Regions from separate parts of the Zea mays genome. Here region 2 is linked to region 1. The links are chromatin contacts, called in public Hi-C maps. All regions are on one chromosome and are shown on one strand. The core of a region is the stretch at or near the end of the contact, and the rest is flanking DNA. Distances in the headings are between cores, read along the strand shown.

Region 1 (5,174 bases), core at 1,716-4,215:
AAAGAAATATTGATAAACTTAACCAAAACAAGTCTTGGAGGTTCATCCTTGCACACCTTAATTTTCTGCAATTCAGCCTGCCTAGTGAGTTTACCCTCTTCAACGAACTGAAATCCTGGCCTTTTAAGACGAAGGAGCTTCTTTTGGTTTATGCCCATCCGTTCATCAAAATGAACACTTGATTTTGCAAGAGAGTCCAAGTCCGGCTTGATTATTTGAAAAGCCTCTTTCTTCTGCTTGTTTATATTGACCTAACCAAGGTAGAACCAGATAGTATCAGTCACCGTAAAAAATATGGATAAAATTGTATAGTAAGCTCTACAGCAATCTATAAAAGTTTACCTTCAGAGTACTCAGATTTGTTGGCTTTGTCATGCTGATAACGTTTCCCTGCTCATCAATTTCCCTACCTTGGGCATCAAGGCGAAGAACAGGAGCCTTTGCAGGCCTTTGTGGCACAGTAACTTCAGTGGATGTACCAGGGAATAAGTTGATAAGAGGACCAAATTGTGGATCTTGGCGAAACCCCATCTTAGCAGCAAGTTCTTGGGCTCGCTTCACAGATTCAAGATTGGGAATGTTCGTAAGACCTGGAATACCGATAGCACCACCTACGGCCGGCGTTCCAGAGATGGTACTAGTTGGCAGAACAGAAACATCAGTAGGTTTTGCTTCTCCTTTAGAAAAGAGTTGTGCATCTACAGCTGATACAGAAGTTTTTGCTTCTTCTTTAGAAACTTGTGTAGCAGTAACAGATGTACCAAGCTTATTATTAAGCTGTGGGGGAGGAAAAAAAACTTAGAACAGTTGCAAAGGTACAATTAAAAATTAGAGCAAGGGACTGGGACTAGCTATGTTTTCTTACCATAGGTAATTTCTTGAGTTTTTCTGACAGTTCCTTCTTCAGTTGCAAAGCTTTTTTTGCTTTGGCTAAAGCATCAAGAGATAGGTTACTACTTTTGCCAGCAGCAGATGTTGCACTTCCATCTGTACTAGATTTTACGGTAACCTCATCAGATCTAATACTAACTCCCTCATTTGCATTGTTGGTAGTAATTGAAGATACCTTTGAAGGAATGGGAACAGAAGATGGCATAGGAACGGCACTGAGCAGTTGCTGAGAACCAGCCTGCAAAATATGAGATGAGAAGTCAACATAGAAATAAACAACCGGAATATAATGAATCATCAATTTTGTCGCAAAATGCATGCCACTTAAAAAGACAGATAATAAAACAAGCGCACCCAAAAAAAAGTACTAACAAAATGGTCAAGTGGAATGTGCAGGATAGCCCAAAGCACACAAAAAAATAGTGCATCTTCAAATCCAGGCCAGCATATGACTTAGCATATCGAAATGACAAATTTTTAACAGACATTTAAGCATTTCACTTTAAATGCCACAGCCTTGCAAGAGTAGAGACTACAACCAAATGCAAAAAGTAGCGTCTACAAAAAAATAGGCAGATTATAGCATGGGCAAAAATGTTATGACATTCCTCAAACAACTTCATATTAGAAACATCATTCAATTCCTCTAAAAGATAACTATACTATTCACCACTACTGGGCAAACATAAACCAATAAGGGACTGCATTAGTCTTGACTGAAGAGTAGCTTGTAAGAATGTATTTATAATAACACGAAAAGCTGCATAATAACAGCATGCTTACAACTTACAGGCGCCAAACAAAGCATATTGTAGACATATGACAGCACAAAACAGTCATAACTATGACTTAGGATCATTGTCATAGCTGCCTTATTCTTACTGAATCTAGGGCAAAAGTTGGCATTGTAATAACATTAGCCACTCAAATCAAGCAACAGTAACTGTTAATCTCCTAAGATATTTTCACAAGGAGACATTCAAGCAATACCACTCAATTTAGATGGCATAAACTTCTTGGGCAGAACTGAACCTTAAAACACAGATTCTGCAGAAAGACTTTAAGCTCTTCAACATTTTCAAGACAGATGATAGATGATGAACTGATATGCCAGGAACTAAAAAAGTACAGCAATCTACCCATTCCATTTCTCCAGGTTTCCATAACCCAGAACCTAGTAGTGTACAAGTGTACAACCATCGCTCACTTGACAAAAAGGTTATACTAGCAATCATAAGCATTCTACTTGCCCAAGCTTCAGTAATCAATGAGAACAAAACAAACGGACCTCAGAAACTGTAATAACACTTACATTAGGCCCATTGCCGTTCTGTGAATCTCCGTTAATTGATAACTCCCCCTTCTGCCCATGAGATGAGATTTCCTTACTCGACTTACTCACATCACCATTCTTCCCATTCGCACCGACATCCTCAAACCTCCGGCGCTCCCGCCTAGGCCTCTCCTCCTTGGGTGGAGGCGGGTCTACGGAGGCCCTGGCCCGCTTGCCCCCTTCGCGGCCGGGCTCGTCCCCGTCGCCACCGCCCTCGTGCCCCTTTCTCTTCCGCGACGGCGACCGCGGCTCGCGGTCGGTGGAGTCGCGGCGCTCGACAAGCTCCCGGGGGCGGCTAGACGAGCGGTCCCGCTTCGCCGAGGGTGGCGGGGACTCGGACGGGGAAACGGAACGTCGGTTCCCGCGGCGGCGATCGTCGTCACCGCCGTCACGGTAGCGGTGGCAACGGCTGTCGTCCTTATCGTGATGGTCACGGTGCCGGCGGTCATCCTCGCCGCCTCTGCCACCGTCCTTGTCGCGGTGGCGGCGGTGGCGACGGTCCTCGTCTCCACCGTCGTGCTGGTGATCCTCGGTGTCGTGGCGACTACGGCGGCGGTGCCGGTCGTCGTCCCGGCCGCGGGATCGGTGGTGCCCGTCGTCGTTGCGAGTGCGCCGTGAGGAGCGATCGCGATCCATGGGCGGGGATGGCAAGGAGAGGGGGCTAGGGTTTGAGTCGGGTTCGCCTACGAGGGAGGAAAGAGATGAAGGATCTGCGGTCGGCGTCGCGTGGGGCGGGTTGAATTGGGCCGTTGGGGATCGTAGTTCCTCGGTGTTACGTTCGTATAAACCAGATCGGGCCTACCGGTATGTAGTGGGCTGGTGTCGGTGGAGGAATGTTTGGGACCACTCTACGAGGCAAGCATCGAGTTTGCGCTCCCATACGAAATTCTGACTATTTTCGCTAGATTTTTCTACAAAACAGTTGTACAATCTGATTATTGTTATTTTACCCATACTTTAGGGGTGTTTGGTTCTCGCCTTCTAAAATTTAGTCACTAAAATTCCCTAAAATAACAAACAGAATAACTAAAATAGATCTTTCAAATAGGATTTATAGGAACTCAAGTTTAGTTTCTAAAATTTAGGAGGGCCTTTACCATTATCAGATAATGTTATACTCTTATATTTATTATTTTCGCTTGAATCAATTGAACTAAACATTGCCAATCAATCGATGTCTTCTTCCTTCTTGTAATTTATCTATAAATAAAATCAATTTTGAGGTAACCAAACTTAATTGGGTCCTCCAATGTTATTAGTTGCAAGACTTTTGAGTACCCAAATTGTCTTCTTCTTTAGGGCAACAATAGGTGCACCGATGAATTTAGTGTCCATACCCTAACACCCCTTTGTAAGTAAATAATAGGAATCAAATTTAATAGAAGATGTGGTTTTGTTCTTGTTCTTGAAATTTTGCTCCAAATATCCAACTTACTTGTATTTTAAGCAAAATGATCATTCCCTTTCATAAAACTAGTTTTGTGAGTTACGAAGATCGTCTTGACAACCTTAAGGGTGTAGCCTAACCCCCTCTTTGTTGAGATAAAACTTTTGTCTATGCAAGCACTTTAGCAAGCATGCCTTATAACCACGAGTGAGATATTATTAGTGAAACTATTTGTATTTCTACAAGGAGTATTAGTAGGAGCAGTACAGGTTTGTGTATAAATAGTATCATCAAGAATATTACTTGTAACACCTATACTTACTATTTCAAGAAGAGGGGCATGAGCTTCTTTCAACTTCTCATAAGTTTCAAAGGATTGCTCAAAAGCTTTGTGCTTCTTGCACAATTCTTTGTATTATTCTCTCTTCTTGTTCAAGAACAAATGAGTCTCTTATGATAGCTTAATGTGTTCCTTAGTAGAGGTCTCCTCTTCACCCTCACTATCACTCTCACTATGAGTCTCATCAAATTGTACCATGGGAATGTGTTTGCCTATGTAGTTTCTCTGCTTACATATTTGAATTATGTATTGTCTTGCACCTTCGGTAATCCACATCCAACTTGGCATATTTGTTCGTTACTTCAAATACATTGCTTGCATATTCTAGAGGTAATCTAATGGAATGCAATGCACATTAGTCTATGTATAAGCCCTAGATTACTATTGCATAATAGTTGCTTTTTGGAATTTGGTCACTTGTGCTTTAAGCTTGATGAACCTTTTCGGATAATCAAATCATGGCTTGTCGTCTAGTTGCATGCAATTCAAGAGATCTCTGTTTGTTTTGATTTTGGGTTGGTATCCTTGGAAGGTTGAAAGTAGCTCCATAACCATATTAATAGCTGCTTGCGTGCGTGAGCTTCTTTATATTTTTTTCCTTTTTTATTTAAATTTTGATATTTTTTGTTTTTTCTAGCATTATTCATGCTAGATGGAAATAAATAGATAAAGATTAAAACCCTCTAATATAAATTAATTTTTTTCTAAGTTTTTTCGAATCAAATAACTCGCAATAGCGACGAACAAGAAATACAAAAATTTCGACAGAAATTCAAATCGACTTTCCCAAAAAAAATCTCGTGTTCTATTTTTAAAATGGTTTGGCTTAAATTTGTCCATGTTTCTGAATTAAATGCTCGTAGTTCAAATCAAAATTAAATAATGCAAGTTGTTTCGTTTTAAAACTATTTGTCGCTTTTATTCGGGCCAAAAAATCAAAATTAAGTTTCATTGTAAATTTATATTTGTCGCTTGCTTAAAATAAAATCATCGCTGCAAATTAAGGTGTGTCATTTTGTGTGATTTTTTATTTTTGATCTCGAACTAACCTTCTTATTTTTAACCTGATGTCCATCAATTGCAATAATGCTTTCGTCTGCCGAATTTAACGATTTTGGATAATTTTTTGGAGAGATTTTAAGTTCCACTATAACCTTGCTAATCTCCTCTCATGATTTATTATGGTTTAAACACTGGAGGTGTTACAACCTACTTTTAATAAA
Region 2 (5,174 bases), core at 1,322-3,821, 560 kb before region 1:
ACTATATTAATATATTAAATAAATTAGTCCAATATACATAGATTAACCCAATTAACATAGGATAAATAAATATCTAATTATAAAAGTATGAAACATGGTATAATCAATATTGTTACTGCGTAGTAAATATTCATACGAGACTAACACAACTGAAACAGTTCAATTTAGAATTAAAATAGGGAAGTTACGAATTTCCAAAGTTTCTATGTATTTGATATAGGATTAATTAGGAAATCAATTTTATTGTTGTTTTCATGACAAAACAGAGGTATTATGTGATAAAAAATAATATTATAGAATTATAGAAATTGGAATGAACTTATTTGGATTTAATATGAAATTTCCATGAATTAAATGGGTTTATGCAATTATTTTTAAACTAAAAATCAATTTCTAAACTCCTTTTCCCTATTTTCTTTATTTCCTGGACTGCGTCCCAAATTCCAGAAAGATCAGGGACCAAGCTATAAATGTTTTTCTAGACTCAGTGAGCATACAGAGTGGACGGCGGGTTAAACACAAATAAAGTCTTAGTTGAAGTTGTACACAATTCAACATGAGTCACGTTGGTTAGAGAGTGGAAGGCTAGACATTCTACTCAATAGATCCAAAGTTTTCGCGGGGAAGGGCAGAACGGCAGAACACGGGGGAGGGCAGAACGCCAGACTACTCTTACCTTCTTAATAAGTAGTATAGATGAGCAAATGCAAATAATGCCACAAAACAAAATTAACAGCCCCATGCGTTTGGCTATTACCTCTGTCTTTAAATATACAATACTTTTAAGAATATCTAAAGTTTAAATAAATATATAGGTACAAATATTAATGTTTAGCTATTGGCTCTCTCTTTTGTATCCTTCTTTCACATAGATCTTTTAGCTGCAACTAGGATATCAGTGCACGACTGCTGGAAAATATCCATTTTGGGAAAAGGAAGGAGAATATATATGATATATCTTGCCTCTCCTGCACATTCAACTGGCACCCTACTACCTCTTTCGCGGTCTCTCTATCTAGCCTTGTAGCCCTACAGCTATAGGCTAGAGCCATGGGGCTCATGCACGGGAGATGAGGGTCGTCAGCTGCATGCGTCGTCGTCAATGTGGGTGTACTACCGTTTCAGGTTTCAGCAGATGGCAGACTGGTGACTGGTGCATGCAGCGCAGGGCCCGATCGGAGGGAAGGAGAAAGATCCGTCAGGGGAAGAAACCAACAACGGTTAGACGACAAAGAGGCCTCCTGTATTTTCGCCGGTAGACACGGAACAGAATTGCAGTTCCTGCGCTACATTTGCCATGCTTGGCTGACGAACAATTATGTATATGTACGTGCTGTACCTGTCTCTCTTTCAGTACGTATACAAACATGCAGGTACTGCCGCCATCTCCCTCCCCAGCCGACCCTGACCGCCTCTTAGTTGTGGTTTAAGACAGCAACATAAGTACATTTATAAAAAGTCTAAATATATTAAGACTTTATATATACTTTAACAAATAAGCATGAGTCAAATTTATATTTTAGAGACCATGTTATTGTCCTAAACAACAACTAATAGTACACTGGAGCGAATACGCGTGTACCTAGGGCCTTTTGGCACACAAGTTCACTAGGTGCTCACTACAAGAGATACTCTACGTATATACAGCACTTGACATTTTCTCATGCATTTTTTTTTGCACAAATGGACAACGTACTGTTTTAGCATTTTATTAGTTTTTTTTTGTCAAGCAGCAGTCTATGTTTTTTGTGGTATACCTTTTTTTCTTACATTTTTGTACCGAATTACCAACAACATGATTATTAAAAACAACTATAAAATGTAAGCCGCATGCATGTGACAAAAAAAAGGAAAATACGAAAACAAAATCTCGTGTAGGGGCACGACCCTAGTAAATAAATATAATCTACACGATGTTGTTGTTATCACCTTGTGAGAACCTCAAAATAATGACCCGATACGAGCGTTCATGGAGCTTATACCGATCTTCAATCATGTACACTTCCTGTTGCACATTCTCTTGTCACTATCACATTTGAATTCACCAACAGTGACGCAGGTCTACAGGCGGCCCGTTACTCAAAACAGGAGCGATGGGCTTTAACATGGCCCATCACTTTTCGTCTAAGTCATGTCAATGGGCTTTACTATATGGCTTAACCATGGGCATAGGTGATAGACCTCATTTGTCGCGTGAATAAGTCCTTGGTGAAACCCCTCACCTTTTTGTTTTTTGGTAGATACTAGAGCCACCCGTCACATTTTTCAAGCCTAATTTGTTTCTCTTAGATATGGTTTTATATTGGTCCTCTGAACCTATATATAACATATCTATCTAATAATGTACGTCAGTGATCAATGAAATCACATGATTATGACAAATAAGTAAGATATTTTATTATTAATAAATAATGTTTTCTCATAATTCTTCAGTAGCAGATAGAAGTTATATGTAATGTACCCAAAATAATGAAGATATTTGGCAGTTCTTTGGGTCGGTGGTGACGTTGAGTTCTTTGGGTTTGGCTTGGGCCTTCTGCTGTTGGGCACTGGTACAGTCGTACAGGCTTACGCTTCAGGGGATAGGCCTTACAGCACAGCGGCTGCCGGCTCACGGCTGGGTGGAATCGGCCATCGGGTCGGCCAGCTTGCATTTTGGGCCTACGGCCTGTAAACGGGTAGGGGTGTAAATTGTGCATTAAATTATTTACATGTTTTTTGTGCATGTAAACGGGTTGTTTAGTGCTTACATAAACAGGCCGGGCTCCTGCCCGCTGTTCTCTCGACCCAAACACGATCTCAAACATAGGGCCAGGTCAGTCCGACCCGAAATTATTTTATGTTGTGCCATGTTTTTTTATGTGCTTCGTACTAGCCCACCAAGCCTAGCCTAAATGTACACCTCTACCATCATGTAACCATTATACCTCGAACTATAAAAAGAGGGGCAAAGGAGCCCTCCTAAGGGCATCAGATCTCATCTCATCAGAGAATACAACACCACCCCATACAAAACATATGGTACTCTCTCACATCGAGAGCTTGAACTTGTCTAAATCTTCGTGTATCTCGCGTTTTACCTTCAACTTTCGATCTCGCAACCTACCCATAAATTCAAAGCTGAAAATTCCTTGACAGCTGGCACGCTAGGTAGGAGTTGCACAGATCAACTGAGAGTTGATGGTAGCCATGAAGTTCACCACCTATATGCTGACCAACTTCGTCTCTTACACTCCAACTTCGTCTCCTACTTGGATTAGGATTCGACTCCTACTTAGACTCAAATTCTATTGCAACTTCGTCTCCTACTTGGATTAGAATTCGACTCCTACTTGGGTTCAACCGACTCCAACTTCATCTTCTACTTGGATTAGGATTTGACTCCTACATGGACTCGGATCCAACTCCAACTTTGACTCCTACATGGACATATATTCAACTCTAGTTTCAGCTATGACATGTTCTTGGATTTGACTCCACCTTTGTGTATGACTTGGATTTGGATTCGTCTCCACCTTCGACTATGACTCAAATTCGACTTCGGTCTCGACTATGACAAAACTCAGATTTGAGCCCATTTTCTACTTTGGTTTGGGTTCGAATTTGGCCAAACCATTAGTGGACCATGGTAACTATTACCTCCAAAGGTTAGAAGTTCAAATACAGACTATAGATGCATTTTCCTACCTCCAACTACATTGTAGGATACAAAACATTATTGCTTAATATAAGGATAGCCATTGTATTTGGCATATGATGGATCCAAGTTCCAAGGGATTCTAGGCTAGCAATAAATCAAATAAACAAGGAGTTAGTGCGCAGCTATTACAAGATGATGACCTATTCTATTAGGATTTACCTACAAATATTACGTGGTGTCACCATCTTGGAGAAGAACGATTTTTCTCGCGGACCGAGTTGTCCAACGGGTTAGTCTTGAGTCTTTTAACTTTGGTACTTATTGTATATCACTTAATGATGGCAAAATCATGAACAACTAAGTTGTTTTTATGTTTAAGATTTCTTTATGTTGAGTTTTTTTGCTTCCGTCATTTTGATTGTCATGTTGCACCTAAGATGTTGGGGGCTACTAATGGCTATGTGTTGGCACATATCAACGAATATAGACTTGATGATAGAGTTAAGCCATGTGCCTACTCCTTAAATATATCTAATTCATGGAACATCAATCTACTAAGTCGGTCATGTGTTTAAAGTTGTTCTTTATGGTTAAGTCTTTCTCAACATCTTGGTCATCATACTACACCCTGTCGGTGTTTGGAGCCCGACCGCACACCCAGGGTTACCCCTCGCAGTGCTTTTGGGTAGGACGGTGCTGTTGACTGTAAATCAATGGTTCATGCGAGATGCACGAGAGAAGACAGACAATTTTCTATAGGTTCGGGCCGCTTGGAGAGGCGTAATACCCTACTTCCTGGTGTGGATCTTTATGTGGTGGGTTACAAGAGAAGTCTCCAGAATGGAGAGAAACTAGTGAGGTGGGTTGGTGATTGACTTGGAAATGATGGGGTACCCCCTAGGCCTTATATATTCGACCGTGGGGCACTACATGCGTATGGGATGACGATGAGTACCTAAACAATAGTGAACCGACTGAACTTATCTTCCTATAATCTTGTCGATTTATCTCCAATCCATTCCGATGTTCAAGGGTGCTGCGCGCAGGAAAGTCATGCAGACGCTATGGATAGCGCCTAAATCCAACGAGCTGCTTGGGCCGGAGCCTGCTTCCTTCTCCTGTTGGCCCATTCCGCTAGTAGTCCTCCCTTGGCCCACGAAGGAATGGCTTTGCGATACAACAAGCCCAGAAACCCTTCGCGAGGCCTTCTTGCCTTCTAGTGGACCTGGGTGATATCTGTCCCCCACACACCCGAGATGTTGGGGAGTTATTAATGGTTATACATCAATAATAGATATAGAGTTATCACTTGAATTTAGTAGAGAGATAGGCCTTCACGAATAGTTTGGTTAGGAATTTGACACTTGAATTTAGTAGAGAGATAGGCCTATAGTCGCTAACAATGAGGGGAGAATCATTTTTAGGGATGATCAAAACATGCGAATTATTGATGCTTTGCATGCATACTGCCTCATCATAAAATCTTTGGCAGAGGGTGGGAGCACCTAGAGGGGGTGAATAGGTGATCCTGCAA

What was found. Hi-C and Micro-C count contacts between places; a contact is called where the count stands out from the background.
Region 2: a contact with region 1 is called in a Hi-C map of tassel, with 3 times the contacts expected there. The contact joins the enhancer-like site here to the promoter of LOC100217215 in region 1. A contact is called at or near these places in 2 of 25 Hi-C or Micro-C datasets (ear and tassel).

Annotation. Positions count from the first base shown.
Region 1 is chr5:143,084,317-143,089,490 of Zm-B73-REFERENCE-NAM-5.0, reverse strand. It overlaps LOC100217215 (Pre-mRNA-splicing factor 3), which reads right to left and starts at 2,965. Exons shown (of 6, transcript NM_001359704.1): 1 at 2,204-2,965; 2 at 866-1,129; 3 at 343-777; 4 at 57-251. The coding sequence starts at 2,860.
Region 2 is chr5:143,643,743-143,648,916 of Zm-B73-REFERENCE-NAM-5.0, reverse strand. No RefSeq gene overlaps it. Among protein-coding and RNA genes, the nearest start is that of LOC118472056, 5.8 kb to the left of the region's middle. Within about 2 kb of position 2,571, at least 16 of the 20 cell types and tissues checked have an H3K27ac peak or open chromatin away from gene starts, as enhancers often do. A contact at or near this core is called in ear and tassel, where this site is marked.